Linked DNA regions of Gossypium hirsutum: region 2 is linked to region 1. A link is a contact called in public Hi-C data. All regions are on one chromosome and are shown on one strand. The core of a region is the stretch at or near the end of the contact, and the rest is flanking DNA. Distances in the headings are between cores, read along the strand shown. Region 1 holds the start of LOC107919425 (G-type lectin S-receptor-like serine/threonine-protein kinase At4g03230). Region 2 holds the start of LOC107920448 (diacylglycerol kinase 5).

Evidence for each region. Hi-C and Micro-C count contacts between places; a contact is called where the count stands out from the background.
Region 2: a contact with region 1 is called in a Hi-C map of leaf, with 2.2 times the contacts expected there. The contact joins the promoter of LOC107920448 here to the promoter of LOC107919425 in region 1. A contact is called at or near these places in 2 of 34 Hi-C or Micro-C datasets (both in leaf).

What each region holds. Positions count from the first base shown.
Region 1 is chrD13:9,411,115-9,414,276 of Gossypium_hirsutum_v2.1, forward strand. It overlaps LOC107919425 (G-type lectin S-receptor-like serine/threonine-protein kinase At4g03230), which reads left to right and starts at 1,588. Exons shown (of 8, transcript XM_041108582.1): 1 at 1,588-2,935; 2 at 3,111-3,162. The coding sequence starts at 1,615.
Region 2 is chrD13:9,687,682-9,690,601 of Gossypium_hirsutum_v2.1, forward strand. It overlaps LOC107920448 (diacylglycerol kinase 5), which reads left to right and starts at 1,433. Exons shown (of 13, transcript XM_041110221.1): 1 at 1,433-1,788; 2 at 2,449-2,655; 3 at 2,728-2,850. The coding sequence starts at 2,458.

The DNA of each region.
Region 1 (3,162 bases), core at 338-2,837:
ATTAATTGTTGGTCAATTACAAATGGTCAAATCTCTGATTCAATTAAGTCTATAAACTCACTGATTCAATTAATTAAACTCTCTTGATTTCCTATTCAGTCCGCTCATTCATCCATTCCACCAATTATTCTTATCTTCATCTACCCAGTCAAGGAAATTTCCCTCCTTACTCCGTATACATATTATATATATAAATATATCTCTCAAGACATTACACTTATCACCATATCACACAATACGCCATTGATTACTTAGACAAATCATTTACTCTTGCATCCAGTGTACACACTTTCATGGTATCATTCATTATTCAGCATGCCCATTTACCCTTTTCTATACACAGCCACAATTCTAGATAACTCAGACACAAACCATTCAAACAAACATTATCAACGATCACCCAAGGGCAAAGTACAAAAACTCACATTGCTTTCTTAATCCTCGACAACATAGCTTGCCCAACACTAGAGACTCTTTTGTCATGTTAGTTAAGCATAACAACCATTTATCGGTTAACTTAAAGGTGTTCAAACATTAAAAACCTAGTGTCCATAATTATATAGAAACTTTAAAGATACTCTAGTTCTTCCTTCAATCCACGAGGATAGAGAGATAAGCGAGTTTATCAGTTTTCCAATTTTCTACTTCCAGACTTCAATTCATGCGACGGTTGCAACATGCAGAGCTTCCTTTAGCTACATCCTCTTCTTCTTCGGAGCGACCGAAGAAGACGATGCTATAGAGAGAAAAATTGGTAAACAGAATTGAGAAGAATTCTGTTTCCACGCACACCTATATATATACTCCATTGGCAAGGCCGCCACAGACCAATACAATCACTCATTCCTAATCATTTTGTCTCCCACTACGGAATTGGCTGGTTTGAAGCTAACTAAACCAAAATTAAAATCCAATTATTCTCAACCAGCCACTTAGGTTTCCAAATATCTCGGTAGAGTCTGCCAATTTCTGTTTGTATACAATCAACTCCTCAACTCTTCTTTAAATTTAGGTTTTTAGGAGAATCGGGTCGAACAAGAAAATATAAAAACGAGTCAAATTTAATGGAAAAAACTGACTTTTTTTAGTAAATTCAAAACCTATATAAAAATATGGTGTTATGGTGTTGGATTTCTCATTGAAAGCAAAATTCAAATAATCTATACTTACTAATATTTATGATTATTTATTGTTCAATTTAATTAGTGGAGAATTTATAAAAAAATCCTTTAACTTTACAAAGCATAAGATTTTGAGAGTAATTTTATTTTTTATATGAAATTTAGAAAAATATTTGTACGTGAACTCAAAACATCATATTTATAACTTTTTACTACTTCAACTAACATCATATTTAATTATTTATTACATAAAATTTTCATCAATCAACTACTTTTCGTCCGTATTTTATAGGTAAATATATAATTAAAATTCAATGACACAAGACATCAATTTTCGTGGGATTAAAAAAAGCGGACACCAGCTTTGACATTTCATACCATATATTTTATTAATTTTCCAGAACGCATGCATTAGGGAATAAGAATAAACTAGTACTCCACCCATCCCCTTTTAAGATTCCTGAATATTTACTTTATTTTTAATGAAGTTAACATGGACTTTACCAGCTGCCCACTCATTTTCCATAAAGAAGAAAGTTTCTTCTGTTTGGAGAAAATTTGTGTTCAAGAGAAGATGAGAACAAGTTGTCGGTGGTCAGTTCTTAACACCCTTTCTTCCATCTTATCTTGCTACACAATTTTCATACTGTTTTCTGCTCTTCAGGCCTGCTTTGCTAGGGATAATATTACTATTGAAAGCGGGCTTGCAGATGGACAAACTCTTGTTTCAGCTGGAAATAGATTTCAATTGGGGTTCTTTGGTCCATCAAGAGGCTCTAATGTGAAGAGATATGTGGGGATATGGTATGCTTCCAATTCACAGATAGTGGTTTGGGTTGCTAATAGAGACAATCCAATTTTAGATAGGACTGGAGTTTTATCTATTGCAAATGACCAACTGAAGTTATCCGATGAGAGAGGGAAAATTTACTGGTCCACACAGCGTGGAGCTAAGCGTTCGAAACTTGTGGCGAAGCTTAACGATACCGGTAACTTCATTCTACTCGATGAACGGTTGAGGGTCAATCTATGGGAAAGCTTTACTGAACCAACAGATACGTTTCTTTTCGGTATGAAGATGGACGCAAAGTTTTTATTAACTTCATGGAGCAGTGAAGAAGATCCATCATCAGGGAACTTCATATTTAAGCAAGATCAAGGAGTGGAGCAGCTTGTTGTAATGGAAAAGAGTACCATTCACTGGAAATCAAGTAGGCCAGATGCAGGTAAAATCATTAAATCGGATGAACTGCCTCCTACAATAGTCAACTTCTTGACTTTTAGCCAGAGTAACAACCCAAGAGTTTACCAAGATAAAAGAATGGTAATGACTTTCAATGGAAAATTACAGTATTGGGATTTCGATGCAGACATGAACAGTTGGTCCTCGATATGGTCGGAGCCAAACAATAATTGTAGTGTGTTCAATTTTTGTGGCAACTTTGGCACCTGTAATACCAACAGCGGGTTGCCATGCAAGTGCTTACCGGGTTTCCAACCTAAATTCATGGACAAATGGAAAGCCGGAGAGTTTTCGGACAGTTGCTCCAGAAACCATACATCATCATGTGGCAATTACTTCTTGAGCTTGAAAAGAATGAAAGCAGAAAATTCAGACTCATCGTACGAGGCCAAGGATGAAACAGATTGCAGAGGGGAGTGCCTCAAGAACTGTCAGTGCCAGGCTTATTCATTTGAAGGCCAGAGAGACTACACTACTTCATGCTTGATTTGGTCAGAGGATCTCAAAGATCTTCAGGAGGATGAAGACGATGGCTACGATCTCAACATACGGGTAGCATTGTCCGATATAGGTATTTTACTCCGTACAAATGAGCAAGAAAAAAACGCAAAAACTGTTGCTAGCTATTTATCTCTAGCCTGATGTTGAAATAGCAGCATTCAAAGAGTACTGTAAAGATTTCATAAGGCAATTTGCAGCAATATGAAGCAAAAGCTTGATTTAACTATATCTATTCTACTTTGCAGAAGCATCAACTAGAAATTGTGAGACTTGTGGCACAAACTCAGTACCTTATCC
Region 2 (2,920 bases), core at 183-2,682, 280 kb after region 1:
ACACTAATAATATCAGTATACCAAATAATTTCCTTTAATTAAAATGTTTGTTAAAAACAATTGATTGTAATGTAATAATATAATTTATAATAGAGAAATTATTTGGTACAATAGTAAAATATTAAAAAATTACATATCACTTTTTAAAATTGTTTGTAAAATTAAAAAAATATATATATATATCAAATTCTCACACTTTATAAATTATTTAAAATATTTTCATTATTTAACTTTTTAAATTTACCTTTAAAAAAAACCTTTTACGATTATATTTTATTATATTTTATTTAAATGACACAAAATATCTCTATTTACTAAAATATAATGGATTCTGAAAACATTTTATTATTTTTAGACATTATAATTATTATTCGAAAGTATAATGCATACATAGTAATTAAAAAAACTACTCAGTAGTAATAATGTTTTTATAATTTTCGATTGAATTTTAGTTCGATTAGTATTGGTATTATTATCGGTGCAAGAGGTTATGGATTTGAATACATTGAAACGTATTGTCCTTCTTTTTAAAAGTTGGGGATGAACTATAAGTAATTATAGATGTAAGGCATGAAGAGTTTTTTTTTTTTAAAGAATGTAAAATAAGTAAAAGAACAATATATATATTTATACATATAGATTTCAAACTACGGTTAGTGTCCACTTTTTTATCAGGAGAAGTTTTGAAGTGTTGTTCTTTAAGATGTTGATTCGGGCTTTAAACAGTTGAGATATTGTTTTCAAGGTATTTATATTTGATTTTAGACCTAAAATTTTGTCTCCTCCAAGAAGAGCCCAAAAGGGTTCATAAAATTTATCAGGAGCGCCTAAGACCCATCAAGAAAATATTTTATCATTTTGACGTTGATGAAATTTGAAGCCAAGCCTTTAAAAGGTCTTAGTGGATAAAAACACTACCAATAAAAGAGCTAATTTCCCCTTAACAAGCAACATGATTGAATTATTATGTGTGGATATTTTATGTTTTTCATAATTTAAAAGGTTGTTTGAAAACAAATATATCTTTCAGCATTTACATTTTCGTTAATTTAACTCTTATTTTTTCGTTAAATTTAGTCATTAACTTTAAAAAAAGTCAAATCATTTTATTTACAGAAATATTGACAAAGTATTAATTTTTTAATGATATTGGCATGTTTACATGTATTTCATATTGATATGGTATTATTTTTATTAATATTTAATGTCAATAAATAATTTAAAAATTATAAAAAAAATTAATAATTTGAAAAGTATATAAAAATTCAAAAACATTAGTATAAAGTATACCTGAATTTTCATATTTAAAAATTTAACCTAATAATTTTTTTTGAAAAACTGAAGATTAGGTTCCACCATTTTTAAGCAATTGAGAGTTAAATTAAAAAAAGAAGAAGATATAATGGTTAAAAACCAAATTAATCATTAGGACTAAATAGAAAATGATGCTAAAAGGGAAAGTATTTTTCTAAAAGGGAATCATTGGATCAAGCATGGTAGACCCTACCAAAAAATTTTTGCCAAGTGCAATCTGTCGTCGGCATGGGTTATCGAAGTTTTTACTTCAACGAAGAATCATAGGGGCTGCTTGGCAACGACAGAAGAAGATTCATTTCCTTATTACTTTCCCCCACCACACGTTTTAACGCTTAGCCCTTCCAAATCTTGAAGATCCCTTGAAATTTCCTTCCGTTTCCTTAACGTCCACTGTTCTTCGCATTTGTCTACACTTTAGATTAAGAAAGGAAGTACGCTACGAAATCAGATCTCTGCTGATTCATTTTCCAGGTAACCCATAAATCTCGCTTCTTCTTCTCTCAATCAAAATTCAGCTTCTAATCACACCGATCTCTCCTCATTTCCTTGTTTCAAATTCAGCAAAGCTTATCGAATCTATCTTTTCACTCTTTGTTTGGTGTTGTAATTCTCAATTCTGCAACTGGGAGAAAGCCTTTCTAAGCTTCAGTTCAACAGTAACCAAATTCGGTTGAGTTCATTTTCCTTGAATCTTTGTTGTTTTACGTTTCATGTGTTTGTTAAAATGCCTGAATCCGAATCATATATCATAACGTAAATCCTTTTACTGTTTTGAATGATGATCTAAAGCGAGTTGACTTTTCTTTCTGTTTTGAACCCTTTTTTTTTTCTTCTTATCCTTTTGTTATGGATAAATTGCTCGTGGTATAACTTACAAGTAAGCCGATATGGTATTATAAATCGCTTTGTTGTTGTTATTGTTGAGTGAATGAGCTGCTGGAAATAATTACTGCAGGGACTTAACATAAGAAACTTTATAGCTCTATTACTTATAATCAATCTTTTTCTTGGTTCATCTTGGTCGACTTTTAAAGTTCTTGTATATTATGTTTTTCAAATATTTGTTTTTATCCGCGGTAATTTTCTGTGGTACCTTGGTTTTGACGATCAGTGGTCATTTTCATAATACAGTTGGCAACAATGGCAGAATCTGAGTCGGACTCTGACTTTTTGAAGGAATTCTACATTCCTGCGTATATATTTAATGATGAAACAAAATTTTCTGATCTTCGTGATGTACCTGAGTTTCCAGTGCTTGTGTTTATCAACTCCAAAAGTGGTGGTCAATTGGGTGGCGATCTTCTTAATACATATAGAAGTGTCCTCAATGAGCATCAGGTACCATTACTCTTTCAGAATGCATGTTGGAAATATTTGATTTATGGCTAATCTTAGTGTGATTAATTTCAGATTTTCGATGTGGGGGAAGAGGCCCCTGATAAGGTGCTTCGCAGAGTTTACACCAGACTAGAAAAGCTGAAACAAGAAAAAGATGAATTTGCCACGAAGATTCATGAGAGATTAAGAATAATTGTAAGTCGAGCCTGATACTGTAAAATCTTACAGGTCTATATTTTTTTTCAGGCGGCTATAAATAACAGCG